2 separate regions of the Oryctolagus cuniculus genome follow, and region 1 is linked to region 2. The links are chromatin contacts, called in public Hi-C maps. All regions are on one chromosome and are shown on one strand. Each heading gives the region's core, a stretch centred on a gene start, on an enhancer-like site or on the middle of the called end of the contact. The rest is flanking DNA. Distances are from core to core; before and after follow the strand shown. Region 1 has its middle 460 kb from the start of CD83. Region 2 overlaps LOC127493092 (a long non-coding RNA gene).

What was found. Hi-C and Micro-C count contacts between places; a contact is called where the count stands out from the background.
Region 1: a Hi-C map of psoas muscle shows a contact between it and region 2, with 4 times the contacts expected there. The contact joins two enhancer-like sites. A contact is called at or near these places in 2 of 6 Hi-C or Micro-C datasets (liver and psoas muscle).

The regions. Positions count from the first base shown.
Region 1 is chr5:156,057,692-156,062,959 of mOryCun1.1, forward strand. No RefSeq gene overlaps it. Among named protein-coding and RNA genes, the nearest start is that of CD83, 460 kb to the right of the region's middle. Within about 2 kb of position 2,125, at least 1 of the 8 cell types and tissues checked has an H3K27ac peak or open chromatin away from gene starts, as enhancers often do.
Region 2 is chr5:155,974,230-155,979,633 of mOryCun1.1, forward strand. The region is part of intron 1 of LOC127493092 (a long non-coding RNA gene); the gene reads left to right. Among named protein-coding and RNA genes, the nearest start is that of JARID2, 480 kb to the left of the region's middle. Within about 2 kb of position 2,647, at least 4 of the 8 cell types and tissues checked have an H3K27ac peak or open chromatin away from gene starts, as enhancers often do.

The DNA.
Region 1 (5,268 bases), core at 875-3,374, 83 kb after region 2:
TGATACCAGTATCCCACGTGAGCACTGGTCTGAGTTCTGGCTGCCCCACTTCTTATCCAGCTCCCTGCAACATACCTGGGAAAGCAGTGGAAGATGGCTGAAGTGCTTGGGCCCCAACACCTAAAAGGGAGACCTGGATGGGGTTCCATGCTCCTGGCTTCAGCCTGACTCAGCCCTGGCTGTTGCAGCCATTTGGGGAATGAACCTGCAGATGGAAGATCTCTCTCTTTGTCTCTCCCTTTCTATTGTACTGCCTTTCAAAATAAATAAATCTTAACAAATCAATCAGTAAAGGGAGTACATTCATGTGGAAGGGGTTGTGCTCCAGGAAGAGTGAGCACTACAGTTGGAGAAAAAGCACAGAACTGGACTGGAGAAGCAGGCGGGACTGGTAATTAAGGACTTTGTCAGCCAGGTTGAGACACCTCTGGTCATTCTGCAGATACAGGAGCCAATGTCTTTAATTTACTGGGAAGGAGAAGCAAAAACCAAGGGTGAGGTAAGTGAGGGCCCAGGGCACAAAATCTAAGGAGCTGCTCTCAGCTGTTGGCCTTGCCCTGCCGTGGCTGGCACATGCTAGATGCCTAGTCCCCAGTGCGTCAGGGCTGAGAGGTGGCAGAGCAGGACCTACGAGAAGGTAATCAGCCGCTGGGTTGGCACCCTCGGGAAAGCTAATGCAGCCCTCTTGGGATCCCAGTTAGCTCCCATGAAATTGGGTTGTTCTAAAAAGTGCTCCCGATTGTCTCTCGCTTCCTGCATTGGCCTGTGACTGCTCTGCCCTACTCCCACCATGTAGGAATATAGCCAGAAGGGCTGCACCAGAGACACAACTCGTGGGGCTGCCTGATCTTGAACTCTGGGCAGGAAGAGGGCCAGGGCAGGCTCGGAGAGGGGTGTCTCCTTGCTGCGCGCCCAGCTCGGGCTGGGAAGCAGGTGAGCTTCTCCAAAGATTGCTAGGGAAGGTCTGTGGCGGCGAGATTGGAAGAAGAATGTGTGTGTGTGTGTGTGTGCAAGGTGGTGGGGGAGGGGGCGATGCGACAGCACCAGTGAGGCTGAAACGGAGGAGACAGGGCTTGGAAGTGGAGGACAGGGTAAGAGGTCCTCTGAAAGAGGTTGCTAACAGAGAGAAACGAGCCGGGAGAACAGGACAGCGACATCCACGCCCACAATCACCCCGTCTCTCAGAGCGCTTGCTCCAGCTCATGAAGAGTCTAGAAGCTCCACATGCCCGGCTGTGTTACATGGCCATGGAGGAGCCCCTGGCCAGGAGCCTGGAGAGCCGAGTTCTAGTCCACTCTGTGAGAGACCCTTTGGCCCTAGCTCTTCCAACTGTCACGTGTCAGTTATGTTAGACAGAGACCCAGGAGAGCTCTAAGATCCATGTAACTCCGGGCTTGTGTTAATTATCAACTGACCTAGCAAGAGAACTCAAGCCACGGGATGCTAATCCAGAGAGGCTTATCCAAGCTCTCTCGAACCTTGGTCCCTTCTAACTGACTGCTCGCATTTCTGGTTGTCAGGTGCCCCTGGAGAGTGGGACTGTGAGCGCTCTGCCATTTAATGCCACCTTTCCCTTCTGAGCCCCTGCCACCCTGCACGAGTCACACCTCAGTCCGGTCCACATTCCCTTCTCCTCCCTCTTGCTCTCATGTCATTAGCAAAGCTCCCCAGACCCTTGCAAAGCCCCTAAAGCAGAATCATCCCAAGAGAGAAACAGTGGATTTAATAGGCTTCCCCTTAAATGGCCTCAAATCCTTTCCAGTTGATTAGAGGTAAACACACACACACGCACACAGAAAACCGCACGACACACGGGACAGTCTCCTCTGCATGAGGTGAGAGTGGCAGAGAACAAAGAAAGTTCCCGAGGTCCCGGGCCTCAGGGACCAAATTAAGAAAGCAGCACCACTTATTCAGAATCAGATGAATGTCAGTGGAATGTTTGTCAAACAAACTTGTCATTATTTGTCACAATTTGAGGAAGTATCAGTCAGTCGTCACACTCGAGCGTGTAACCGAGTTATTTATAGCTGCCAGCCTAGAGTTTTAACTCATGCAGGGCTGAGTGATAAACAGCTCTATTTATAAGGACTGCGTGGCTATAAATAGTCTGGTTCCGCTGGGTGTCAGCTCCGAAGTGTTTTACCAAGCCAGCACCTGCAGGAGGGCAGGAGCTGGGCGGTGACCCCAGATCCTCCCCACGGGTTCTTGGCTGCGGCACCGTCTCCTCTTCCTCAATGTCCCTTTTGGATCTGGGAGCTGTGCCCTGTGGCGTTCCCAGGAGATGGTGGAAGTTACTCACTTAATTAACATCTGCCCCCTGGATCCCGGGCTGAAAGGGAGGGAGAACCTGGAGTGTCCCCTCCTTTGTGCCTACTCATGGACAATGAGCTCATTACAGTCTCTCCCCTGCTGCCGCGCGTGGAGGCAGAGATCCTGTTATTCCAGGGAACAGCCAAAGCTCCAAAGGTTTGTTTGTGGCTTCAGATTTAATTTGAATGACAGTGTAGACTCCTCTAAAAATAAGAGATTGTCAGAAATTTAGAAATTCACTAGTTTCTTGTGTCAGCGGAAGCTTGGCTAAGGAATAGGGAGGTAGGAGGGGGCGGAAGGGAAGGGGAATATGTATACATAAATTTTACATGTAAAATACATAGGTGTGTCAGCCTCAACATTGATCATTGCACCATCTGGCACAGGGGCAGTATATTCACCATCCACCCAACAACCTCCACCTCCTGCCCTCCAAAATGCTAATGTCTTTGTCACATGGAAATTTCTGGTTTTATACCTATTCCTCCCCTTTCCCCCCCTCCCAAAAACAACCTTCCATTCAGTTTTAATACTCTTAGACTACATTTTACATTGCTTTTATTTTATTTTTTTAAAAAAAAGGTGTGGCCATGAAAAAAAATTTATTGGATCTTAATTTACAAGATTAGTTCTGGTTCATTTTATTGCTGTAATTTAATACTCATAATGATTTTCTGACCCATATGTCTTAGCAGCAAGATCTACTTCCTGCTCATTTTTCATTTCAATACAGCTGAAGTCTATTAGGCAGGATGGCACAAGTCAGAGAGCACAGGGCCCTGAAAGAAACTGACATCACACTGCTGTCTTGGCTCCAAGCCTGTGGGTAGATGCCTCCAAGCCTTCGGATGCAGGGGCAAGCAAGAAATGCTTCTCTAGAAAGGAATGACATTTGTTGTTGCACTTACTATCATCACCATCGTCAGCACTGTAGCTCTCTGTCGAAGGGTGCTATGACATGTGTCCTAGCGGAACACCATCCACTAGAACGGAAGCCACGAATGCTCTGCAGGTGATACAAAGCATCGACTCCATGAGGCCATGGGACCCTGAGAAGGGTGCCAAGGAGGACGCCCTGGACAGAGTGGCCCTTGAGTTAAGGAACCTGCAGGTGGCTCCTTAGGGCTACAGTCATGTCGCTGTTGCTGCGTAGACTCCTGCTGGCAGAGCAGGCACATGGTAAATATTTGTCGAGAGAGTAAATGAAGGTTTATTCGCTTTTGTAATTTGACAGTCCCTCTGGGAACACTTATGTTGTGCATTTGCAATACATAAATAAACGCATAAATGAGTGAAAATGGTTTAAAAAGGAGCAGAGAGAGGAGAGTTTCGTGGACTGTGTGTACTGGAGTGGCATGGGGAGCCCCTTCCGAATGGTGCGTGGGGTTTGCTGATCAGAATGGTCTAGTCTCTGTTGAGTAGAGCAGGGATGTCCAAGGCCAGGGTGCAGTGGGTAAATGGAGCAATGTGAATGTTGAAGTCAGTCAGTTTGAACGGCCTGTGGGGCATCACCAACAATCCTTCCCTGTTTATCGTGGGAAGTCCTTTACCTGAGCCTGGGGCTGAGACCCTGTCTGCATGGGTTCTTGGTCTAGGAAGTGCGTTTGAGGAGTCAGTGGTGGCTGTCATCTCAAATGGTGTGGGTGACCACGTATCCTAGACCTCAACGTTCCCATTGAAAGACAAAGAAAAAGCTCAGTAACTTTTGCAACACAGTATGCAAATCTTATAGATAACTTACACGTAATATTTTTGTTTATTTCTCTTTTTAAGAATTTTCCCCAGTTCTGAGTACCAGCTGAGGAGGATGTGGTACAAATGCATTAAGTAATTTAGGGTCTCTTGTCACTAATTCGTAGGATTATAGATTTTTAGAGCTTCAAGAAACTATTACAATTTTCTACTCCCTTTCTTTCCTTTTCTGATGAGCAAACTGGGCCTGGGGGCCTCAGGGACTTGCCCAAAGCCATTTGACTTCTGAGCCACAGACCGGGACAGAGCTGAGGGTTCCTGCCTTCCAGGAAAGATAACTCATACTTGCTGGAAACGGGTTGCCGCGCTCACGGTACAGGTGCAACAGAGTGGTTAAAGATGAGGGTTCCGGAGTCCGAGGAGCCTGAGCCTGAATCCCGCCTCTGTCATTTTCTGCGAGGCCGTGGGAGGTTGCTCCTCGTCTTCAAGCTTCCGTTTTCTCATCCATAAAGTGGGAGCAACACTTTTACCATAAGAGAGGTGTTGGGGGTGTGTGGGGGGTGTGCGGATGAGATGACACAGGTGTTACGGGGTGAGTAGGATGTTTCTTCTCAAACCTCATGCAAATGTTCAAACTCTGATGTCTTACCCTTAACGGTTGATGGATTAAGGGTGGACGCTGTATTTATTTCTGGCGTCTGAGAGGTGAGCCAAGTGGGAGGTGTTTAGGTGCCAGCAGAGGGAGGTTCTCAGGGAAAGGTTGACTGAGCTCAAGTTCTGCGTAGCTGATCTCTCTCTCTGCTTCCTTGCCCACCACAGGATCTTTCCTCCATGCCTGCTGTGAGAGCTTCCACAAGACCTCAGACTATAGGACCACCTGACCCTAAACTAACTTCCAGCCTCTAAGCTGAAATACACTTTCCTATCCCCAGAAGCTCTTCTTGGGCATTTTAGTTAACGTGATAGAAATGGTCTGATGTAACAGGCCGGTGTTTCGCGATGGACCCTGGGCTCATGGATCCTCTTCAGCATTTAACAAATCACCATGAAAACAAAGGCAAAAACCGAAACACAGAAAACGCCACAGCTCCCTCTCCATCAGCTAGGCTTTTGCTCTTCTGTCCTGGCAGGGCCTGCTGCAGAGACACCGCGGTTGTCCCTACAGCCCTCTTGTTCAGGCTCAGTGTTCTGGGGGCTGGAGGAAGCACCAAGAGGGAAACCCGTGAGTGCTGTCCACCATCAGGCCATGGGTACTGCTAGGGT
Region 2 (5,404 bases), core at 1,397-3,896:
GAAGAGGAGCAACCAGGACCAGCGCCTGGCACCCCAACCGGGACCAGGACCCGGGGTGCCGGCACTGCAGGCGGAGGACTAGCCAAGTAAGCCACAGCGCCGGCCAATAGTTCTTTATATTAAATGAGCTCTGTTGAAATAGTTGGTGTGGCTTCTGTCTATTGACAGTGCCCTGATGGATATGCTGAGTCAATGCCAAAGACCTTAGAACGGCTTGCCGTGTGGTACGTGATCTGACTTCCCGCTCCTCTCCTGTCCCAGCTCCTTCCACTCCCCACCTTGCCTTTCGCTGTGACTCTTCTGGCCCCTTGCCATCCTACAACCACGCCAACCCTCCCACCAATCCTACTGTTAGAAAAACCCCTGCCCTACTCTCGTGTGTGCCTCCTTCCACCTGTTTCAAGTCTCCCAGAAATGTTAGCTCTTGGGTGGGACCTTCCCTGACCGCCCTACATAACCCCAACACCTGCCCTGGGTAATTCCTACATTGCTTCATCTGCCTTATTTTTCCCATGGTCCTGTTGGCCACCTGAGAGTCTGTTGGTGTATTTGTTAATTGCCCGTTTCCTCCTGAATAGAATGTGAGCTCCAGCGAGTAAGTCTTTCCTGCTTTAATGACTGCTACTTCCCAGACCTCACAACATGTCTGGCACATAGTAAATGCTTGCGGAATAAAGACGTTGAATTTCTGGATTCTCTGGTGCTGTAGGATGCTGGCCACACAGGGAGAGGCAGACGCTGCTCCCTCCACCACCAAGTGAGGGAGAGCAGGATTGGAGGCTCAACACGCCATGACTTTGAACGTGGGGTGCACTTTGGAAGAATGAGTAGTGTTTCCGCTCAGTTGTTATTGCTTTTTTTCTGAAATAACTTGTGATAAAATTTAGAAGCTGGGGCCAGCATTGTGGCGTAGCAGGTTAAGCCTCCACCTGCAATGCCGGCATCCCGTATGGGCACTGGCTGCTTCCACTTCACACCCAGCTCCCTGCTAATGTCTAGGAAAGCAGCAGAAGATGGCCCAAGTGTTTGGGCTCCTGCAGCCCTTTGGGAGTCCTGGAAGAAACTCTGGCTCATGGCTGCAGCCTGGCCCAGCCCCAGCTTTTGTGGCCATTTGGGCATTTGGGGAGTGAAACAGGATGGAAGTTCTCTCTCTCTCCATCTCTCTCCCTCCCTCCCTCCCTCTCTGTGTGTGTGTGTGTGTGTGTGTCTGTCTGTCTGTCTGTCTGTCTATCCTCCTCTCTCTGTAACTCTGTCTTTTGGGGAAAAAATGTAGAAGCTGCCGAGTCTGTGGAATCTCACCCTTACCTTCCGTTTCCACGCTGAATGGCCTTTGGGCTGACAGAGATGGGGTGCTGCCTTGTTCGAGTGAGATCCTGAGAACTTTATGGACCACCCTAAGTGGTTGCCAGCTCCCGTGAGCTTCATTCATAATGAAAGAGCTGGGAGATGTGGGTTGTTGGCCTTTTGTTGCCGTCTAGAGAAAGACTGGGCCTTTGAGAACAGCTCTGTGTGCAGATTGCCACACCTCACTTCTAAGATGGGGCCTAGTGGCTTAATTGGGGAGGAGCGAAGCCTTGGGAGGCCAGGAAGAAGGCAGAGGGGCCTATCTTAACATTAGCAATGACTGGAGACCCAGCTTCAGGGGGTTGAAGGGGGATCAACCCTGATCCAGTGCACTCCAGGTCACTCCCTGCCCTGCAGGGTTGTGGGTGAGCTCCCTGGATGACAGTGGCAGCTGCCGGGTTCTCACTGCTGTGATTCATCTGTTCGGTCTTGTTTGCCTTGGAGTTCAGCCACCTGGGGTTTCAGAAGGTGCTGAGCTGGCCAGTGAGCTTGGCTCCAGAACACAGGTGTGATCGGTGCCAGGTTAAATGCTAGTGGCAATTACGGCTGTTGATTTGAAAGCAAGCTGACTACACTGGCTTTCATCAGGTCGGCTTTGCTTGGCCACGTGCAACTCTCCACTTAGGAAAATGAGGCCTGAAATCTGCACCCAGGCGGGCTCTTTTTAGGTGTTGTGTTTCTGCTCTCAGATAACGAGACAAGACAACCCCGGGAAGCTGGGTGCCGCCTGTGCTGTCACTGAACTGGGTGCCCTCTGAAAGGAGATTGTTAACACAAAACCTTTGCTCTCAGGGTTTAGATGTGCTCCGTTTTGACTCCAGGCTTTGCTTCCTTTAGAGTTAAGATAGTCTTATTTTCTGTGATACGTTTAAAACTAGAAGTCCAAATTCCGTTTTACCTTCTAAAATATAGGCTGCATATAGGTAGCAGGGACTCGAAGAGCTAGCACTGTGCCAGAGAAGCTGTAGACTTGGCAACTGTCCTGGGGAAGCCCCCGCTGTATTTGAGAAAACAGGAAGTACACACACTCACAGACACCTCAGGACAAGAGTGTATTTTAATGCTTGTATAGAGGAGTGTTGCAGAAACTCGGAACGTATCATTGTGGATCTGTGCCTGCAGCAGAAGGTGTCACTGGAATGTAGATGGCTCTGGGACTTATAAGGAGGAGGGGGGAGGTCTGTAGGGCCAGGGGCGCCTGAGTGGGGTTTGGTGGCAAGAACAGCATAGCAGACTCGGTGTTACACAAGTGCATGGGCTCTCTCCAAGGGAGTCATCAGAACGCGAGATGAGCAGATGGGAGAGGACAGAGCCTTGGAGGACACCCAATCCGGTTGAGTAGACAGGACATGTGCATATAAAGATAAGCCAGACTGTGGCTTGTGCAATTTATTAAAAGAAGACTCAGAGGAAAAAAAAAAAAGATAAAGGACTACTTGGCAACGGACCTGATCAGCCGAGTGAATGATACCAACAAGAAGTGCTTCACGACCTCAGAGAGGGAGGGAAACATCTAGGACAGTCTTTGGAGAGGAGCAGTGCAGGGGGATAGAACTCAGGGCAGGGAAGAGGTTGGGAGAGGCAGGAGGAAGGGGTGTGTGTGGTAGGAGAGGAGCCTCAAATGCGAAGGGCTCTGGCTTCGTGGGAGAGCAGGGGCTGGGCACTGGTTCAGGCTTGGGGTCTTCAGGTAAGACCTGCCACTGTATCCTGGGAAAGGAGTCAGGGAGTGGATGAGGCGCAAATACCTGGTTGCTAAGCACCTGCCGGGACCAAGCGATGGATGCTTGTGGTGGGCCAGGTCTCCTCGTGTGTTGGGATTCAGGAGGTCGGGACTGGGAGGCAGGTGGGGCTGATTGGAAGGGAGGCCCTGGTTGCTGATGAAGGCAGCATTTACACAGCTGAAAACGAGGTCTGTGGGGCTTAGCGAGGAAGCTGGGGGAATGGAAGGAAGGCCCGCGGGTCAGGCCCAGGTGCAGCCGCGTGCTGATGAGGTGCAGGGGAGACCTTCCTGGCCCACACGGCTAGAGCTGCTGCAAATTAAAGAGAAGGGAGGCTGGAGGGAGATTATTTAAGAAGAAAGCAGAGTGTTCAGGGCTCCCCTTGCTACGTCCCTGCTAAGGGGAGGTGTGGCTAGTACAGGACTGTGCTAGGTAGGGTGACAAACCTAGAGCATATTGGAAGAAACTTCCCCAAGTTTCTTCAGATTTTTTGTTGTTTTCTGTCCAAACTCATTAGGCATCCCTTGGCTAATGCTCTGATTTTTTTTGTAGAGATTGAAAGAGCAAGCGTTAGACCATTTGGAAACCTTGCTCTAGCATTTCCTGGTTGTGAGATCCTGAGATCCTAGACAGTTTACCTACCCTTTGGCCCTTGGTTTTCTCATCTGTAAAATAGAAACTATAGCATGTTTCCTCTGAGGCTGTTGTGAGAAAAGGATGGGGGGAATGAGAATTTCGGAGGAGTCTGTGAGTTTCGGTGTCCCCCTCCCTCTGTCCTTTCTTCTTCACATCCCTCACTCCCTTAGTAAACAGATCCGTGGCGCTTTGCGATTGGCAGGATGCAGGGCTGAGCCCTCGCAACAGGAACTGGACTGGTATTTTCAACAAGCCGTTAAGTGTGCCACCCTCACGCACAAGAGAAAAAGGAATTAACCCCATGAGCCGGGGCCCCTTCGCAAGTGCCCGCAGCCAGTTGGGACCTTTTGCTCCCAGGTTCTCACTGGCTCTGACGACAGTGGACTCTTCCCCCACCTCTGAGCCCGGGTGGCTGAGTGCTGAGTTAACGGGGCACTTGGCTGGGTGGGAAGTGGGGAGCACTTGTCAGGGTTGTTAACCATGGGAGACAGCGGCGCAGGGTGAAACCACAGGGGTGCTCCTGAGCTCATCGCGTGGGCCAAGACCATGTGGCCCTTGAGTGGTGTGGCCAGACACTACGCACATTCGTGAGATGGATCAAGGAATGTGGGTCCAAGTAGGAAACGCACGCACGTGTATTCGGAAGAGATTTTTTTTTTCTAAAAAGAAAACAAATTTTCTCCACAAGGCTCCATCTCACCTTGTATTTTTTTATGTTCAACATTTTGCTTCTCTGGTTACATCCTGTCTTGAGGTATAGCAGCAACACTGCTCATTTGACAGCTGTGGTATTTCCTCTTCAGTATTGCAAGTAGGGTGAAGTTCAAGTTGCTAGGTCCTTGACAAGTTCCTTGGCATAGGGATTTGGCCAGCATTTTGTTTCCTTGGATTTAATTTGTCTAAAACGTAAGTGAAGAGTTCGTGGGCTGAGGCCAAGAAGTCATGCTTCATGTTTGCCTCACACGTTTTGTCGACAGATCTCAGAGCCTTACCTCACTGACTGAGAGAATGCAGGTTTACATAAAGATGTATCCCAGGTTAAGCATTTCTGCTGAGTACATTTGACAAAGCAGCCTGCCGAATCTGTGTTGTCCCAAATTTCTCTGCTTGTCTCAAAAACACGGAGTCTTCTTTGCTTTCTTTTCTGGTTAATTTTTGTTTGCTCATTTTATTTGAAAAAGATGTAGGGAGAGAGGGAGCGAGATCTCCCATTTGCTGGTTCACTCCCTAAATGTCTACACTCAGGAACTCATTCTGGGTCTCCCACATGGGTGGCAGGGATCCAACTACTTGAGCCAGTACTTGCTGCCTCCCAGGGTGTGCGGTAGCAGGAAGCTGGAATGGAGGGTGGAGCTGAGACTCCAACCCACGCACTGCAATATGGGATGCACACATCCCACCCTGTGGCTTGACTGCTGTACCAAACACCCACCTGCAGACCTCCTCACTTTAAGAAACAAATAGGGAACATTGTTTTCTAAAAACAGAGTAATGCAAAACTGACCCAGATGCAGACCCTGTGAAACTGCCCATCGGTGTATACTCTGGCTACTTCCACATGAGCAGGGCAGGGAAACATTGGTTATCAGTGGTTCATCATGGTGTCTCTCTCTTTTTTTTTAAATTTTATTATTTGTCAGATAGAGTTAGACAGTGAGAGAGAGTGACAGAAAGGTCTTCCTTCTGTTGGTTCACCACCAAAATGG